Linked DNA regions of Sus scrofa: all the other regions are linked to region 4. Evidence: chromatin contacts called from public Hi-C, HiChIP or PLAC-seq and promoter capture Hi-C data. All regions are on one chromosome and are shown on one strand. Each heading gives the region's core, a stretch centred on a gene start, on an enhancer-like site or on the middle of the called end of the contact. The rest is flanking DNA. Distances are from core to core; before and after follow the strand shown. Region 1 holds the start of POLR3E (DNA-directed RNA polymerase III subunit RPC5). Region 2 holds the start of CDR2 (cerebellar degeneration-related protein 2). Region 3 holds the start of METTL9 (methyltransferase like 9). Region 4 holds the start of LOC100524613 (cytochrome b-c1 complex subunit 2, mitochondrial).

Region 1 (4,412 bases), core at 1,298-3,797, 350 kb before region 4:
TAAAATCCAAATTCCTTTCCGTGGCCTCAAGGTCTCATGTGAGGCTAAGCCCAAGTCTGCCCCAGGACCTTTGCACCTCGTCTATTTTCCTCCTTTCAAGGCTGACCTCTTTTCATTAGATACCATCACCCAGCCCCTCCAGGAGCAGAGAGGTTCTCCGACTATCCACCTTAAACAGCACCTCCGCCCTGTAACTGTTTCCAGTCACGACCACATTCAGGTTCTTATCACCATCTGGAAAAACCTAGTCTATTTGCTTCTGAGTTGTCTATCTTCTGCATTAGAATGTAAGCTCCATGACAGCCTCTCAGGGCTTCAACCACAAAAGTTGAAGCTGAGTTGATAGAGGGATTACTATCTTTTTAAAAAAATTCATGCTGATCTCCCAATATGTAGAACAGGACCTGGCATAAAATTATCACTCAATACAGTACACAAAACGCATACGTCAGGCAGCTACAGACCCTGTACCCAGTGAGTCTAGCTCAGCCCCACTGAGAGACTAGTGGCCTCATGGCTTGGGTCTCCTGGACACATGAGGATAGGGGTGTAGCCTGTCCTCCCAGGCCACCACAAGCTAAGCTTCCCTAGCAGGAGTGAGTGAACCCCTGGGCCTCCACAGGGTGACTTGTGGCCACAAGGGGACACTGTGGCTGTGGCTCCATGGTGCTGGGCACAGAAAACAGACCCCATCAGGGGTTTTGCTCGACAAATGGAAAGGGGACAAGAATGCCAGGTGAGCTAAGGAGGTGTTCAGAGCAGAGGAGCAGCCTGAAGGCCCCAGCCAGCTGCATCCATCTATGCTGTCCACCAAACTGAAAAGCAGAGGGGACTGCAAATAATCTCCAGCTCCTAGAGGGAGTGAGATAGGGTGAGGACAAGATGCTTCGGAGTTAAGGGGAAAGGCCCCTGGGCAAATAGTCTCAAGGTCCGGGTTCTTATTGGCTGTGTGCCCCTCCACACGTTCCCCCCCTCTTTGGGTCATCCCTTTCCACTTCCATTCAAGGGAAGGATAGCCTAGGGGCTAGAAGAATTACCTCTTAAAACTAGAGTCAGACCCTCCCTTCTCCAAGAACTTAAAATACATATTCCCATTTCTCTGCTCAATAGCCCTTTAAATCAAGATTTACCATCTCCAATTAAGAAAGCAGAAAACAAAGTTCAGAGTGTTAACTTACCCCAGGGTCACAGTGCTGGAGAACGGCAGAGCTAGGACACAAACCTAGGTCTAGCTGATGGCAAAAGATCCTTATTCTGGTTCTTAACTACTATGCTGCAGGCATCTTTAACAAAAAGCAGGATAGTACGGTGGGTAAGAGCATGGACTCTGAGGCAGAACTCTGTAAGTTCAAATCCCAGGTCTGCTGCTCGCTACCCTTGTCCCACCTGGAGCTGTTTGATCTTAGGACTGCTCGTTATTTTCATCCCTAAAATGGGGATAACAAAAGTACCGACCTCAGAGGACTGTGGTGAGGGTTAAATAAGGTATAAATGTAAGCCAAGGACAGGTTTGTTACAACTTGGCACATTTTCTTCCAATATAAAAGGGTAGGAGATCTAGCCAGGAATCAAAATGCTGTAAGCTGGGGCTTCTCCCGCCTTACCCTACTTAGTCCTCACCACAACCCTATGAGGTGGGGAATTCTGTTATCCCCATTTCACAGATAAAGAAATTGTGAAGCTTGCTAAGAGCTCTTTCTGCCCCCAAGCCCCAACGATTCTAAAGCTAACACAACAGAGCGACCTTGTTTATTTATTTACTGGTTTACTTGACGTGCTTACTGACACCTCTTCCGACCAAATGGTCAGGGCTGTATCAGCCGCCCGTAGTTGGTTTTCAATTAGCCCTGAGTGGTGGCTGGAATAAATGAATGAAGAAATCCGGGCCTGGCCGCGCGGAGGCTGCTCTGGTTCAGCAGCCAGGAGAGGGCCTGGGTATCCTCCCCCTGCCCATCAGGGCGGGCCGCCGGCCCCGAGCCACACTGTCCAATGGGTTTCGCCTCCCTCGCGGGTGGTCAGGCCCCCTTCTCACGCCCACCACGCAGCCATCGCTACGAGCCGCCACGCCGGCAGGTCACCGGCTGCCTTCGGACAGGTGCTCCCATAAGGAGGCCCGCCTGAGCCGGGCGGGGCAAGGCGGCTGGCCCCTGAGTCACCGCCGGCAGCCTCGGCCGCGGCCTCACCAACCACCGGGCCCAGCCGAGGTCGAAGCCCGCGGCCGGCCCAGGTCGACTGAGGCAGGTTGCCCGTCCTTCCCCCACCGAGTCCCGAGCGGCCCCCGGCCTCTGGGCACCGCGCGGCGCGGGCCTCCCGGCCTACTCCGCAGCCCAGCCCAGGCCCACCTCCTGAGTGCGGCCCGGCTCCAGCCCGGGCAGGCGCAGCCCACTCGGCACTCACCTCTCCGCGGGGCCCGCAGGCGGGCGGCTGCAACGGCCCAGGTACCCGCGGGCTGCAGAGGCGGCGGCGGCCCGGCTCTTCTCTCAGGCAGCGGCCATGTTGCCGGTGGAGAAACTCGGGCGGACACGTGGGGGGAGCAGGGCCAGCCCTCGCGCTTCCTTTTACCCACAATGCCCCGCCCCGGCGCACGCGGACCCGCCCCCCTCCGCCGCTCCATTCATGAGGTGAGCCAGCCCTTCCCGGCAGCAGGGGGCGCTGATGCTGGCGCAAAACAGCTGCAAACCGTCAAAAGATTGACCTTGGCAGCGGTGGGATTCGAACCCACGCCCCCGAAGAGACTGGAGCCTTAATCCAGCGCCTTAGACCGCTCGGCCACGCTACCCGGTTATGCAAAGTGCCTTCCAGAAAACTACTTCATACGTTTATGTGCATTTGCGTGTACGTTTCTTCTTCCGCTTAAGTGCTTTACTTCATCTTAATAGAACTATTTAGAATATACCAGGTACAGAAAATAAAATATTTCCTCTAATATTTAGACCAGTCTTGTTCCGAACCGATCTTAGAATGAAAAGCAGTTTAAGAATCTGTATTCTTAGTGGGCATTAAACCCGGAGACCCTAAATTAACCCACACGGAAGACATCATGGACTTCAGCAGTAACCTGCGCCAGGGGCTCCAAAAGCCAAACCAGGGGGATTTTCGAGTGGGCCGTTTTCTCTAAAAGCTCAGGTGTTTTCATTTTTAGTTACACAAGTTTTATGTGGGTTATTGCAAAATATTAAAATTTTTCAGACGAAGTACCAATGTTCTTTTACCTTTGTCCCCCATTGAAGTCCCTCCACTTAGTACACTGTGTATCCTTCTGGATCTTTTGCTGTGAATTTATATGGATATATACGGATATATTCATATGGATAGATATATCCATGGAGAGTGTTTCGTTTTTATCATTGTGGATTTTTACATGAATATAAATATTATTATACTATGATTATCTGCAGCTGACTTTTTTCACCCCACTATGTTTCTTAAATATCTATCCAGGTTGATACATATATAGATATTTAAAAATACAGAAAAAGCGCAAAGAAAAAACAATTATCCATACACCCACCACCTAACGTTGTGGCATTTCACTTTCAATTTTTTTCCTATGTATACTTTTTTCCCTACCTATATGCTTTTGTTATTAAAAGTACGAATATGTTGTCCTTTAAAAAATCCATTAAAAATATTAGACCATTACAAATAAAAATGGACTATTACAAATAAAAATAAAAGCCTCTTCCCAAATGTCATGAATTTGATGCGTATCCTTCCAGTCCACTTCTCATACTTTTCTATCCACCTGTCCACCCCTGTGTACATATACCCAGGAACAATATATACTATGATTTTTTGCTTTTCATTTATGTAAACCTTACTATATTGTACTTATATCATTCTGCCACTTGCTTTTCTACTCTAGTTATGTTTTTTCTATTTATTTTTGACAGATGTAGATCTAATTTATTCCATGCTATGAATATGGAATTTACGTTGTTTATATTAAGTTGTTAAATTCAAGTTTCTGGTAAATATCCAGTTGGCACACACCCTAATATTTGGGCAGTTCATATTCCTCCTTCTCTTCAGTTCCTCTTCAACCCTTTTTTTCCTCCCTTCATGTTAAGTATTGATATGCAAAGATTTCATTGTCCTGGGAGAGTTTGTTAAAGGAATCTTTTAAAAAATACAGAAAAAGCCATCTATCTAGACCAGAGCAGGCACAAAGAGCAGAGCAGGGATCAAAGCTAAATGAGGAATAGTCCTTGAGATCAAGGAAAACATTGATCCAGGCAGAATGTTATAGTATCAGGAGAGACTGTATTTGTTTTTCACTTGTGCGCTGGGTTTTCCAAAAGGAGGACAATTGGGGGAATCTCTGCCTGATCCCTCTTTTCCAGGAATTGCCTGACCAGCCCAGAGTCTATCCAAAGTCGGTCCCCAGGCAGCCACCTTTGTGCTCTGGTCCC
Region 2 (4,725 bases), core at 430-2,929, 430 kb before region 4:
CTGCCATGGAGGAAAAAGTCAGCACTTTCAATCTTGCAGATTAGAGACTAAAAAACTGTCTCTTAGCGATCAGAGACATGTTTCTGCCCCTTCAGCTTCCACAAATCACCATCCACAAATCCTAAATCCAATCATCTCTCTTTCCAAAGAGCTCTATCCATAGTGACTTTTAAATTAAGATAGTTGAGTTTGGAGTTCCTGCGGTGGCTCAGTTGTTAACGAATCTCATTAGCAACCATGAGGACACAGGTTTGATCCCTGGCCTCCCTCAGGGAGTTAAGTATCCAGCATTGCCATCAGCTGTGTAGATCGAAGCTACAGCTCCGATTTGACCCCCAGCCTGGGAACCTCCATATGCCATGGGTGCAGCCCTAAAAAGACAAAATAAATAAATAAATTTTTTAGAAAGCAAAGAAAAAAAAAAAAGATAGTTGGGTGTGATTATTTTCTTTCGGCTAGGGACTAATTTCTCTACCAGAATATTGACAATTAGAGCAGTACAGGCTAGACTAGCTAGACGCACAACCTAGCTTCTGTCTTAGCCTAGCAATAAAAAATTTATCAGTAACATTTTACCTTTTAGCATATTTGGCTTCAGAAGAAAAGAATTTATCAGTTTACCATTTCTGCTTTTATTACTTCTAACACCGTAAGTCCTTCTACGTTTATTAGTGCGCATTCTACTTTAAGAGACAGCACCGTTGTCTGTCAGCTGTGCATTACCGTTACATCAAGGCTGAGAACACTGACCTTCTGGTCTGTAACCCTATTTTAAAATGTCTGTGTTTTGTCTGCACAATGCTGGTGAAATCCACAACCTACCGGCAGTTATTTATTTTGCTATTGTCTTTGGAGACGAGTGTTCACTGCTCTGCTGGCCATCTAGTGCTTCGACTGCATTCTCTGCAGGTGTTAACATTATGACTCCAGAGTCCTGTGATCTGTGAATCTTTTTAAAAGTATGCAAAAATGCCTGCAATTTCTTTCTTTCTTTTTTTTTTAAGGCTAAGTTACCGTCAACTGCACCGGTTCCTGTTTGTCCCCAGATACTCAAGTGGGTTTGAGGCTCACCGTTTCAGGGGGAGTGAGTACAATCCTCAGCTGATTGTACTCAGATATCAAGGAGAAAATAGCTAACAGCCCTAAACTTTCGACCGACCCTCAATTTCTCTGCGTAGAGGAGACCAAATCTGGGCGTGAAAAGACCAGCAGAGGCCGGCGGGACAGCGGATCTCAGGATCCCGGAACCCTTCACGCCGCCTGCCAGCAACTGCCTTATGCTCCGAGGCCAGACTCCCGCCCCTCACGCCCACGCAGCCAGTCCACTGGCCAGCGCGCCCGACACCCACCACAGTGGCCGCTGAGGCCGCCACATCCACACCTGTGTAACGCGAATACGCCCAGTAGCTACTCAAAGCAGAGAGGGGCGGGACCTTCGGCCGCACCCCTTCCCCTTTTCCCGCCTTCTTTGTTTCCCCCGGAGTTCCCATTGGCTGCTTGCCCTTGAAACCCGGCGAACCGCGGGACTGCAGTGAGACGGGATTGGACGATGTCGCTGCCGCTCGGCCGACATCCCTCTCGCGATTGGCTGAGGCGCCGCCGGGGGTTTGAATCGCAGCCCAGATCGGGGAGGGTTCTGCCAAAGTGCCACGTTGGGCCGGGCTGCGGCGTGAGGAGCCGGCTCTGGGCGCCGGCCGGGGCGCTAGCGCCTGGGCGCTGGCCGTTGGGACTCTTTGAGCTGCGCGAGGCGAGTCGGAAAGCCGGTCCGAGGCTTGCGCTGCGAGCCGCCCCGCGGCGGCAGCGGCGGCTAGCTGTGGTCGGACTGCGCGGCAGAGCCAGGGCGGCGGCGCGTCCCGCCCGAGGGCGGCTCTGGCCGAGGGCGGAGGGGCCGGCGGAAAGCCCGGGGCAGCGGCTGAGGCGGGCCGGCGGCGGCGGGGGCCGCTGCCCCCGGAAGAGCCGGCCGAGATGCTGGCGGAAAACCTGGTGGAGGAGTTTGAGATGAAGGAGGACGAGCCGTGGTACGACCACCAGGACCTCCAGCAAGGTGAGGGCGCGGTCGCCTGGCAGGGCCTGGCCGGGGCGCTGCCGGCTCACGGCTTCTCCCGCCGCGAAACTTAAAAAGTTGCTTTTCCTCGGGGCCAACAGATGCCAAGTGCAGGGAAGGTCTGGCGCTCACCTGGTGTTGGGACTGTCGCGCCTGCCCATCCCGCCCCGGGGAACTGCGCTGCGCGGGACTCGGGCTTCTGCGCAGGTACCAATATCAGCATCACCATCATCACCCCTCCTGCTAGCTGGGCGCCAGGCACCGTTTGACGCGCTTTCCCCAGATTAACTGATTTAATCCCCATGGCATTACTCGGAGCAGAGAGGGGAGCCCTTGCTGGGCTCAGGGGCCCCTGCTGCCTCTCCGCCTCCGGGAGAAAACACAGTCGGTGCCAAGTGTGAGCTGCTGCAGGTGGCAGGAACCTTGTCTAGCCCTTTTCACACATTCGATGGGCACCATAACTCCGCGAGAGAGTAACTTGTGTTATCCCCATTTTCCAGATGGGCAAAGCGGAGACTAACGCTGCCAAGTGCCTTCCTCCAGATTAAGTGGGGGAGAACGTATTTATGAAGCCACACACTCAGACTGGGGAGTCGTCGTAGCCTCTGCCCAAACCTTATCTCTTCACCACCTGTTTTACGGCTTTTTCAGTTGCGGGAAAATTTTTGCTTGTGTTCACCAGATGCAAGGGACATGACTTGAGGGCACTTCAGCGGTATTCCCCTTCCTTCAATTTGCACCCTTGCTTTCTAGTTAAAAACAGGTGTTCGTTTAAAACAGGCCCTAGCCTGTCTTGGATTTCTTGTCTCCAGAGAGACACCTTAGAGGGGCCTTCACTTTGGAGCCAATGCCAGTTTTTTGCCTCTTAATAGCAGGGACTTGCAACTGGGGAAGCTGTTGGTGTGCCAGACGCTAACAGGCCCCTTCACACAGGTGCTCGCTCATTTCGTAGGGCAGTGCTATGGCAAAGAAGTACTGAGTACTGCTGTTGGGGGAGCTAGGGTTCCACTCCAAACTCCAAAGTAAACTTTCTCAGCCCTCATCCTGGATGCTGAATACTCCTCAGGAGTTGTGGGTTTTTTGTTTTTTGTTTTTTTGTTTTTTTCTCCAGGCCTCTTCTGTTTCAGCAATGCTGTGCACATCAGCTTTTTCAGCTCTAAACTGGCACAAAAAATTAACACCTCATGTAGTTGACTATTAAATGACCGTGATTGTTTGTTCATGCTAACCATTGAACTTGGGGGCTGGGGAATATGGGCTTAAATGACTCATACTTAGAAAAGGAACATAAGGAGCTCTTTGGGAGGGGGGAGATAATTTCTTACATCAGTATGGAGTGGACAGTCGCAGGAGTTCACCGTTATGCTTATATAGTCGAAGCTCTTCAGTGGCTGCAGTGCATGCCGTATTTGCCATCATATTCACAAGGTCCACAAGGCACATTTGTCTTACATTTTAACCTGTTTTCAGAATTCCCCCTAAGGGTTGATGGCCTAGTTTGATACTTTCTCCAGGATTTATGAGGCAACCACTGTGCACTTGCAGCATTCCCCTATAATACATTCCGCAGTTCATCCTGTAATCAAAGCTAAGTATTTTTTTACTGTGTTTAGAAGGCGTAGATCTGTACAGGCTGGTAGGTTGGTTGGTTGGTTGGTTTGAATCTAGCATAATACTTAGCAGGTAGTAGAAGCTCATCCCGACACTCAAACAAGATCCCTGTTTTCATGGCTCTCTTCTCTCAGGTGCCTTAGCCCACACTGCCCTTTCGCCTTGTGGGAGGTCGTTAGGAACAGCTGATTGTCATACTTCAGTCTGCTGAGAAGCAGATGCCACATTTTAGGGTGCGATGCAACACTCTTTAACCTCTGATCAAAACAAAGTCATCAGATGTTCAAGTTCCGTGAAACCCTAAAGGGCACAGGTCCAAACTTCCTCAGTGCCAGTTTGCGTTTGGAATTTGTTCGATGCTTTTCAAAGGACGTTTACATCTGTTACCACAGTGGACTTTGACATAACCCTCTATGTCATAACCAAGTGTGTGGGGCAGGAATAGATATGAAATTCCAATAGTCCCAACTGTGAATACGGCCTGGAGAAGAATGAAGGCTGCCATGTGAACAGAAGGATATCTTTGTTCCAATTTCAATAAGTTATATGTTAGAGAACTCCTAAACTTTCAGCTGATTTCTTTCCCCCACTGTTGTTTTTTGGTTTTTTTTCCCATGTTTAAGTTTTATTGCCGTATAGTCGATTTACAAGGCTGTGATCATTTCTGCTGCAAAAAAAGAGATTCAGTTATACATATACACACGTTTTCATTCTCTTTCAGATTCTTTTCCCACATAGATTAGTACGGAATATCAGGCAGAGTTCTCTGTGCTATCCGGCAGGTCCCCACTGGCCAATCAGTCCATATACCTCTGTGTGCATATGCCAATCCCAAACCCCCAGTCCATCCCTCTCACGGATTTTTTTAATTTGTTAATTTCTCAAAGCTTTTTGTTATCTGCTCTGTGTCATCTAGGCAGTGGAGCCACAGAGTCTGTCCACACAGTAGTGTAGACAGGATCCTACTCATGAAGTGGACCATCTAGGAATCTCTTGAGTAGAGATGCTGCTGCCTCCTGGTGTGTGCCCACCACACAGCCTGGCAGGGTGACCCCTCCCTAGATACTTGC
Region 3 (4,738 bases), core at 1,227-3,726, 510 kb before region 4:
TGCGGAACCTAAAAAACAAAACAAAACAAAACAAAAAGATACAAATGAACTTATTTGCGAAAGAGTCACAGACTTTGAAAAACTAATGGTTACCAAAGGGGACAAGTAGTGGGAAAGGAGGGATGGACTGGGGGTGGGGGACTGGCATATGCCAATTACATGCCAATGCCATATACATATTCCATGTACTGAGGTACACGGAATGATTGGCCGACAGGGACCTGCTGTATAGCATAGGGAACTCTACCCAATATTCTGTGATCACCTATGTGGAAAAAGAATCTGAAACAGAATGGATGTGTGTATATGTATAACTGAATCATTCTGTTGTATAGCAGAAATTATCACTACCTTGTAAATCAACTATACTTCAGTAAAACTTTAAAAACAAACAAAAAAAGTATCATCTGTTAGAGGATATTCTGAGGCTATGTCAACAGCTATAATTCTACCTAGGATCCACAAAAATCAGGTTCCTTAGTTTCTCAGTTTTTAAATTAGTCCATTTCTTTTTTGAGCACTGAAAGTATCAGGTGTACTGCAATAGAGATAATCACAAGTGTTGTAATAAACGCCTACAGCCAAAAGATTTGACCGTAATTCCATATCAATGGAAAGGTCTTCTTTTCATCCTACCCAGAACCTTAGGTCCATCGACTGTTGGAAATGACATTTCTATTTATTATTTTACACCATTATCCATGTTCCTTATGGATATGGGACATTTTGGTTAACTACAGTGTCAGTATAGCCCAACTCTAAAAATGACTAATTACTCTATAGCCAAGAATGTGGTTTTACAAGTTAAGATCACCTACTAACTTTAAGGACACTCCGAACAATATCATAGGAGTGATTACCTAACAAAGTACAAGAGCTGTGGGATTACAAAAGAAGAAGAAAAAAAAAGTATGTTTTCCTTTAAAAATAGAAAAAGAGCCACCATAAATATTTAATAAATAAAAACTAGATACTATTTTTCTGAATGAATTGCTCTGTCTCCTAAGATCATTCTCTAGTTTCATGAAAACACATCAAAACAACCTGGGTGTTGCTCTCTGAACACCTGGTATATTAAGAAAAGTAACACAGGAAAACGAGAAAGCTATGAAAATGATGAGACACAAGATGGAATAATTAGCTACTGCTCTCTGAGAAGCCAACATGTACTATAAATGTTGGCTATGATATGCCAACACTCTGGCAGAGTTCAAAAGCCTCTTTTCAATGAATGAAATGTTAACCGCAAACGACATTATGGTCAGATAGGACCTCCACAGGCTTCAGTGGCACAAACCTAAGCTAATGAAGACTACCCAGCCGGCCACATCGCATCATTCCACGATCCAGAACCATAACTCATTAAAAAAAAACAAAAAACAAAAACACTCTTGCCCAGTTCTCTTTTAACAAAACCCTTCTAGTAAATGCTCGCACCATCTTCGTTCCTATCGCATCTCGCCAGTCAGACACCAACACCCAAGTTTAAAGGAGATCTCCCTTAGGGAAGGTTCCATAGGACAAGAGTGACGACGACCTGTCAAACGCATTTTTTTAAAGGCAGAGGGAAAATGTCACCCGAAGGAGCCAGAGAGTTAAATGGCTCACGACGCACGGTTACATTTCTTTATGACCCTTTGTACGTTCAGAGATTCAACCAGACAAAAAGAGGGACCGGCTTTTCGGTTGGATTCTCAGGGGTAATGAAGGCCGTCCGGGGTAATGGGTTTGATCCGGTTATTTAGATCTCAGGCCCCGGTGCCAGGTGGGTCCCCGTCACCACGCGCTGGCCCGAAAGTTCCTCGGTCCCGCTCCGGGGAGCCGACGCCGAGGTGGCCGAGCGCCTGCAATCACTGCCCGGGACCCGGGAACAATGTGGGGTTCCGGGGCGCCCATGCCTGGGCGGGGGAGGGACCCGGGAGGCCGTCGTCCGCCGCGCCGCGGAACAAAAGGCACCGCTGGGCCTGGACCCGGCGTCCGGCGGGGAAGACGCGGGGGAAACTTTGTGGGGCGCTGGGGCGAGGCCCGGGGGCCCCTTCGCCACGACGCCCGGCACAATAGCCCGGCCGAGCGCGGGAAGGCCGGCCGCCACGCCCCCGCCCCGCCGGGCCCGGGTTCGGCCGCGTACCTGGTGGTTGTCCTTCCTGCCACCCGCGGCCGCCGCCGGCCCGCCCGGGCCGCTCGTCATGTTCACGTACAGGGAGCGGGTGAGAGGGCTCCGCAGCGTCCACATCCTCCTCGCCAGCCACACGGACGCCAGGCTCAGGCACAGCCAGCCCACGAACAGTCTCATCGGGGGCCGCGGCCGCTCGCTCCGATCACCGCCGGCGCCGGGGCGAGGAGGACGTGCCGCCGCCTCCAGCCGCAGCTGCCGCTGCCCGGGCTCGAGCCATCGCGCCCAACTTGCCCATCCAGCCCCTTTTAGGGCCGAGGCGGGGGGCGGGGGTGGGGAAGAGCGGGCGGTGCGCAGCCTTCTCGCCTCCCCCTTCCTCTCCGCCCGCGGAACGCCGCCGCCGCGGGCGCCAGTTTCCACACGGACCACGTACGCGCTGCTGCGGCGCGCCCCCTCCGGAGCACGCTCCCTCCGCCCCATGGGCTGTCCGCCCGGGAGGCGGGACAAAGGGAGCGCGCTCCCGCCTCCCGTCTGGTGTCGGCTTGTAATGGCGGAAACGGTTTTAATATGTTTAGGCCAGGGGAGATCGTTTCCAAAGGCGGTAACTGAGGCCTCCCCATCCCTCCAAGGTAGTGTCCGTAGTTCTTCTGGCCTTTCCTCCCCTGAGTCTTTGCTCTGAGCCCCTCATCCAGCCCCCTGCGGGTCTTTCACCTGGTTGTGCAGATTGACCCAGGCGGCGAGCCTCCTCCCTTTCGTATATTCAGACACTCGGACCAAGTATTCGCCAGAGACGGAGACTGTCAGTTCGTAACTATTTCTGGCTCAGTTGCGTGGCTTCCTATTTACATTTAGAGCCGACCAGCCAGGCCCCCACCCCCAGGATCTCCACCCTGCCAAGCGAATGGGCATCTAGAGGGGAAGGGCTACCTCCAACCCTTCACCACCTCCCCGCCCAGTCCCCCAGGCCTGGCAAGTTGCTGGCTACTGTTCCTAAGAGGCATCAGCGAAAGCTCTGCCTTTGTTGGAAGTTCCTGCAGCTGGGACACCTGCACGTAATATTTTGGTGTGTTAATGACTCTGTCCAAGAACGAAGACCCCAAATTAAGAGTCCCTGGATGCTTGTTTCCTTGAACTAACGGAAGTCAGACCCAACACTCCTTAAAGCCAGCTAAGCTTTAGGAGCAATATTTACCCAGATGTTTCTTTGATCATTTATAGCACGGGAAGACCTAGCAACGTTTCAAAACTGAAGGGTTACACTGTGTTCCTGTGTCTGAAGTTCTTCCTGCTGCCACCTAAGCTACAAGTGAGTGACCTATTTCATGGGCCCTCTCGCTTTAACACCTTTCTAGGTTCGTTTAGAAAATGCTTTTAATTTAACTGCACTAGAAATCATGTAAATACACTTTATCTTCGTTCAAACAAAAGCAATAGACCTTTCTGGTAACTCCATTAGTGAACTTCAGAGATTGTCTTTTAACAGTGGCTGTGGTGATCCACTGATGAGGGAAAAAACTGTCCCTTACCCACAGACATTTTTATTGGCTTCTGAGACTCAGCTTGGCACCTTTGGCTAAAAGGGACATCTTGTTGCCTAACAAGCAAACCAAAAAAAAAAAAAAAAAAAAGGGCAGGCCAGGGAAAGGGGGAGGGTGCTTTGTATTCTCTTTGCAGCATACTCCCTGACTGCTTCCTGCCAAACCCCAAGAGCCTGCACCTTACTAAATCTAGTTCAAACCCCTAGTGGTCCTGGCCCAAATCATCAAAAAGGAACTATAGGAGCAAGCCCAGATAGTTCAGTTTGTTTACCGTGTCACCTCTCTCCACTGTCTCTTGGGATCAATGTCACAGTCAAAGCAGCTCTGTGCCAAAGAAAGCCTTCATCTTTTTAGAGGGAGGGCCCTGGGAGGAGGTAAAAGCAGCATGCCTATATAAAAGAACATATTTCTGTGGACAAAGGAGATCAAAAGATAAGCCCCCTAACTGTACAGTAAGCCTGATGAGCTGCAGCTCAGAGACTGCACAATGCATCAGATGAACAAGAAGCAACTAGATGGCTGCTGTCCTCTCCAGGACTGGGGGGGGGGGGTCAGTTGACTGCCACCAAGCCTAGCATCTCAAAGGAGCAGGTGTTCACTTTCGACCTGAGCAGCTGGTCTGGAAAAGTAAATCACACACATTTAAAATGCTTTATAATAACCCCCAGATCCTCGAGAAGAAGTCATTTACCCTTAGCAAGCACAGGAGGAAACCAAAGCACAGCGTGATCAAATGATTTGCGTAAAGGGAGCAAAGCAAAGTCAATAGCAGACCTTTTCATAGAACCTGGTATCCCAGCTCACGGTCCTTCGATCCATGTAAGAAGCCTTGCTGTCTGTCTCTTCTCAGAGAGCCTCCTGAATTACAAATGAGGAGGAAGGAAAACAGCAAGAGTAAATATACTAAGCAGAAGTTCACATTGCCCTCAGGGACTGCCCCTTCCTTCATCTGCTAGAATGTCACTACTGTATATTAAAACTTCAGTTATCCATCATGGAGAGGGGGAAAGGCGCAGATAACACGAAAGGCCAAAGAGGAGCCGGTATTCTTTCTAACGTGGCTTTGAAATGCAATGATATTCAAAAG
Region 4 (5,105 bases), core at 286-2,785:
TTTTTTTTTTTTTTTTTTTTTGCTTTTTTAGGGCTGCACTTGTGGCATATCATATGGAGGTTCCCAGGCTAGGGAATCGGAGTTGTAGCTGCTGGCTTACGCTACAGCCACAGCAAGCTCAGTTCTGAGCTGTGTCTACTACCTACACCACAGCTCATAGCAACGCCAGATCCTTAAGCCACTGAGCAAGGCCAGGGATTGAACCTGTGTCCTCATGGATTCTAGTCAGATTCGTTTCCACTGAGCCACGATGGGAACTGAGTATTTTTTTCCTACTGGAAAGTGGAGATGGATGGAATGGAGGAGGAGCTTTGGAGATCTTTGCCCAGTCTAACTGGGTTTTCCTCTAATCACTGGTTTGTCTAGGGGTGTTAGGAAGGGTAAGACAATTGTAGACTAAATTAGGGCTATTTGTACAATTCATAGTTTATCTACTTAAACATTAAGTGCAGAGAAACTCCATTCCCTGGTCTTTTGCACCTCCTTCTATCAGGTTCCTAGGTTACCTTGCAAACCCAGGTAATTTTGGCATTTGGGACTGGACAATTCTTTGCCGTGGATGGCTTTAGGCACTGTAGGATGTTCAGGTGCAGAACTCCCCCACAAGTTGTTACAACCAAAAATGTCTCTAGATATTGCCAACTGTCTCCTAGGAACAAAGGCGGCTTTGCTGAGATTTTTCAATCTGAGAACAAGACCCCCCCCCCATAACTACCGTTCCACACATATAACACTGACACTTAGAGGAGATTTCCCCAGACAACAGCTATGCTTCACTCCGGCTTGGCTTGAATGAGCTTAAGCTCTTGAGGGCAGGCCAAGAACCCCTCCTGGATAAACTCTGACAAGAGATCAAGAAAAGCAGGAGACCACAGTAACAACTTCCAGGCACTGCGAAAAACGCTACAAAGACATTAGCTCATTTCTTCCTTAGGATCATACTCATAAGCCCATTGGAAAAGGTGATGCTCCGTGATACGCCAAGAAGCATACGCCGAGGCTGACGGGTAGGGACGGGGGGCCGAGGCTGACAGGTAGGTCTACGCCGGCCTCCTGCGTCCGAGGTCTGGCGGTCGCCTTCTCCAGCAAAGTGCACTAATGACCTTCAAAGGTCTCCCACGCCCAGTCGCTGCACCTCGGCTCTCAAACCCTCTCCCTCTCTTTCGGTTTTCCGGCATTGGGTCTCCGGTACTCAGACCACGAGCTGTCCTTCGGCCGCCCGACCCACCCAGCCTGCAGACCACTTGGCCGGCAGGGTTCAGCTGAAGGGCAGAACAGAGCCCAAGGCACCGGGACCCCAAACCAGGCACCTCCTGTCCGTATGACCTTGCTAACAAACTGCTCTCCCAACCCTGCCCCAAGCCCGCCGGCTGTGCTCACCGAGAAGGATCCGGCTCTGGTTATAAGCTTCATGGCTTAAGATTGCTCGGACCCGCGGTCACAACCGCCTTACAGGAGAGCAAGATGGTGGCGGAGGGCGGGAATGGCCCAACTCTCCCCGCGACACTCTTTCCCACGCCTACTGAGGGGCCTCTCTACACGACCCGCCTGCGCTCTACTGCTCCCCGGAGGAGGTTGGACCAGTCCAATTCCTCCAAGACGCAGGCTAGGGAGACACATAATTTCGTAAGGAAATATTCAGAAGGCAATTTAAATGACCACTTTTAGATTTCTCTTCCTGGCGCGGATATCCACTCTGTAGTCCTTTTCTACGTCTAGGACAGCCCATCCAGCACCCCCGCCACTTTGGATTCTCCCGATCTGGACTGTCCAATGAAAGAGCCCCTGCCCGGGGCTTTCCCCCCCGCGGCGACTGAGTTCCAGGACTTCCCACTGCCTGGTGGCCGTGGCCTTGGGAGCGGGTCTCCGTGGCTGCCCTGCAGCAAAGGCTTGGACGTAGAAACCTGGTGTGATCGCCTCTCGCTTGAAGTCCTCGCTAGATCATTAGCTCCATGAGAGCAGAGGCCTTACCCAGAGAATTCGCTGTTCTTACTTCCAGATCAGGTCCGGGGAGACTGAAATTTAGGAAATCCTCACAACTAAGGTCTCTACTCTCATGGAATTTATATTCTAGACTGGGATTACGTAGAAAATAAAAACTGAGCTATAGTTTTGTCTTAGATTAAAAATTTTGAATAGTAGTGGTGCGCTCGCGCGAGAGACTGGAACTGAAGGTTGCTTATTGGGAGTCGTGTGACTGGGGGGAAGCGAATTCAGTGCTTTCTTCAACGAGTAGTAACTTAGCCGTTGCCTGTGCCAGACACTATTCTAAAGAATAAGGCATGATCCCTGCCCTTCAGGGACTTAACAGTCTGGTACCCTGCCACTTTGCGTGGTTGGGAAACCAACATCAATATCATTTAGGAGTTTGTTTGAAATGCAGAATCTAGGTTCCATATAGAATCAAAATCTGCACCTTTGCAAGATCCCAAGTTGATTCATATGTGCATTAAAATTTCATAAGGGCTGGTACTGTAGATGTTACAAAGCATACACAAACTTAGGTCTTCTTTGGCTTGTGGGTGAATTGCTCCGCCTTATCTAACAGGAGATACCAGGCGACTTCTAATACCCGGTGGTGAAAATGTGATACACTTACACAGTGATGCATGTGATGATTTTAAGTTGGTACATAAATGAACATTGTTCTATTTTAATAGTTGTATATTTATTTTGAATATTATGGCAAGTAGTGCTGGTAATGAGTTTCTTCTTTTATGACATCAGTGAGTCTTAGAAACAATGCTAAATGTAAAAGCATTAAGTAACTATATTCAGTGTGATGCCTATTTTCTAGAGTTCACAAACAACAAAAACTAACCAGTACAGTAGGTGAACATGTAAATGAAATAAAACCAGAAAAAGGAAAAAAATCTTAATGATTAGTTGAAAAATAACTGGGTAACAAAACACGAACTGTTTGTTCTGAAAATGCTGAAAACTAAAACAATTAAAAAAAAAAAACATAGGAGTTCCCGTTGTGGTGCAGTGGTTAACGAATCCAACTAGGAACCATGACGTTGCGGGTTCGATCCCTGCCCTTGCTCAGTGGGTTAACGATCCGGCGTTGCCGGGAGCTGCGGTGTAGGTTGCAGATGCGGCTCCGATCCCATGTTGCTGTGGCTCTGGCGTAGGCCGGTGGCTACAGCTCCGAATCGACCTCTAGCCTGGGAACCTCCATATGCCGCGGGAGAGGCCCAAGAAATAGCAAAAAGACAAAAAAAAAAAAAAAAAAAAAAAAATCACAGATGACCTAAATTAATAGAGACATATCATGTACAAGGATTAGAAGACTCAACATAGTAAATACGTCAGTTATCCCCAATTTGATACACAGATTTGATGCAAACTAATCAAACCTGAACTCTAAAAGTAATATGAAAAAAGTTTTAAAAAGAATTACAGTAATATATAAAGATGTAATCTGTTCCATCAAAAACATAAGATAGAGATACAGAGAGCTGTACGAGTGGAGCTTTTGTATGCTATGGAAATTATGCTGGTTTCAAAACAGGTTATTATAATGTTAGTATGTTATATGTAATCCTTTTGTAACAAGAAAATACTTACAGAAAAAATGCAAAAAGAAATGAGAAGAAAATCAAAACATGTCAACATAAAAGAAAAAAATCAACTAAACTCAAAGGAAGATAGTAATAGATGACCTGAGGGACAAAAAAGGTGTAAGACATACAGAAAAATAAAAAATTCCAAAAGTAAGTTATTCCCATCACTAATTATTTTAAAAGTAACTGGATTAAAATTCTCAATCAAAGTTCCCATTGTGGCTCAGTGGATTAAGAATCTGACTAATACCCATGATGATGTGGGTTCAATCCTTGGCCTCGCTCAATGGGTCAAGGATCCCACATTGCTGTGAGCTGTGTTGTAGGTCACAGACCCAGCTCAGATCTGGCATTGCTGTGGCTGTGGCATAGGCTAGCAGCTACAACTCCGATTCGACCCCTAGCCTGGGAACATCCATATGCCACAAGTGCGGGCCTAAAATAAATAAATAAATAAAATTATCAATCCAAAGGCTGGCAGAATGGGTTGAAAACTGTGATGGAACTATATACTGTCTATGAGGAACTCATTTTAGATCTCAAGAAACACATAGGTTGAAAGTGATATTCAATCTTGAAAAAGATATTCAACACAAGAAGTAACCAAAAGAGATGTGGGATGACTATAATAATATGAAACAAAATAGATTTTAAGTCAAACACTGCTGCAAGAATCAAAGAAGGATAGCATATATTGATAAAAGGTCAATTCACCAAGAAGATGTAACAGTTATAAACATACATCAGAGCTCCAATACATAAAAACCAAAGATTGATGGACTTGGAGAAATACACCTATAACTAAAAGGAGATTGAATCAGCAATAAAAATCTCCTGATAAAGAAGAGGCCTGGATCTGCTGGCTTCACTGGTGAATTCTACCAAATATTTAATGAATATCCAGCTTTCTTAAACTTTACAAAAAAAAATTGAATATCTCTTTTTTGGGGGCCTTTTCTAGGGCCGTGCCCGCGCATTTGGAGGTTCCCAGGCTAGGAGTCCAATGGGAGCTGTAGCCACTGTCCCACACCACAGCCACAGCAGTGCCAGATTTGAGCTGCATCTTCGACCTACACCACAGCTCACAGCTTAACCCACTGAGTGAGGCCAGAGATTGAACCTGCAACCTCATGGTTCCTAGTCGGATTTGTTTACACTACGCCACAATGGGAACTCCAAAATTTGAATTTCTAATCCATTCTTTTTGTTTGGTTTTTCAGGTTTTTCAGTTTTTTTTTTTTTTTTTAAATTATCATTGTTTTGTTTTGTTTTGGCTGTGCCCACAGCATGTGGAAGTTCCCAGGCCAGGGACAGAACTGTGCTACAGCAGTGACCCAAGCATTAGCAGTGTTTGTTTTGTTTTTATAAGCCTCAGCAGTATCTGGCATAGAGTATGTGCTCAATATTTCTTTTTTTCTTTTTTTTTGGCCTTTTTAGGGCTGCACCCACGGCGTATGGATGTTCCCAGGCTAGGGGTCCACTCGGAGCTGTAGCCCCCGCCTACACCACAGCCACAGCACCACCAGATCCTTAACCCAC

What was found. Promoter capture Hi-C pulls out the DNA fragments that hold promoters and counts their contacts. A called contact is a pair of places that touch in the nucleus more often than the background predicts. HiChIP or PLAC-seq counts read pairs in DNA pulled down with a chosen protein or histone mark.
Region 1: a contact with region 4 is called in a Hi-C map of skeletal muscle, with 3 times the contacts expected there. The contact joins the promoter of POLR3E here to the promoter of LOC100524613 in region 4. A contact is called at or near these places in 1 of 5 promoter capture datasets (fetal liver), 2 of 47 Hi-C or Micro-C datasets (heart right ventricle and skeletal muscle) and 2 of 2 datasets of contacts at active chromatin or transcription factors (alveolar macrophages and skeletal muscle).
Region 2: an H3K27ac HiChIP or PLAC-seq map of alveolar macrophages shows a contact between it and region 4. The contact joins the promoter of CDR2 here to the promoter of LOC100524613 in region 4. A contact is called at or near these places in 2 of 47 Hi-C or Micro-C datasets (heart right ventricle and skeletal muscle) and 1 of 2 datasets of contacts at active chromatin or transcription factors (alveolar macrophages).
Region 3: a promoter capture Hi-C map of liver shows a contact between it and region 4, with 6 times the contacts expected there. The contact joins the promoter of METTL9 here to the promoter of LOC100524613 in region 4. A contact is called at or near these places in 2 of 5 promoter capture datasets (fetal liver and liver), 2 of 47 Hi-C or Micro-C datasets (both in skeletal muscle) and 1 of 2 datasets of contacts at active chromatin or transcription factors (skeletal muscle).

The regions. Positions count from the first base shown.
Region 1 is chr3:23,878,084-23,882,495 of Sscrofa11.1, forward strand. POLR3E (DNA-directed RNA polymerase III subunit RPC5) reads right to left here and starts at 2,548. Exons shown (of 21, transcript XM_021086481.1): 1 at 2,398-2,548. TRNAL-AAG (a tRNA gene) reads right to left here and starts at 2,779; the gene lies at 2,698-2,779.
Region 2 is chr3:23,795,124-23,799,848 of Sscrofa11.1, forward strand. It overlaps CDR2 (cerebellar degeneration-related protein 2), which reads left to right and starts at 1,680. Exons shown (of 5, transcript XM_021086479.1): 1 at 1,680-2,044. The coding sequence starts at 1,966.
Region 3 is chr3:23,717,677-23,722,414 of Sscrofa11.1, forward strand. METTL9 (methyltransferase like 9) reads right to left here and starts at 2,477. Exons shown (of 5, transcript NM_001243367.1): 1 at 2,129-2,477. The coding sequence starts at 2,293.
Region 4 is chr3:24,227,296-24,232,400 of Sscrofa11.1, forward strand. LOC100524613 (cytochrome b-c1 complex subunit 2, mitochondrial) reads right to left here and starts at 1,536. Exons shown (of 14, transcript XR_002342381.1): 1 at 1,381-1,536.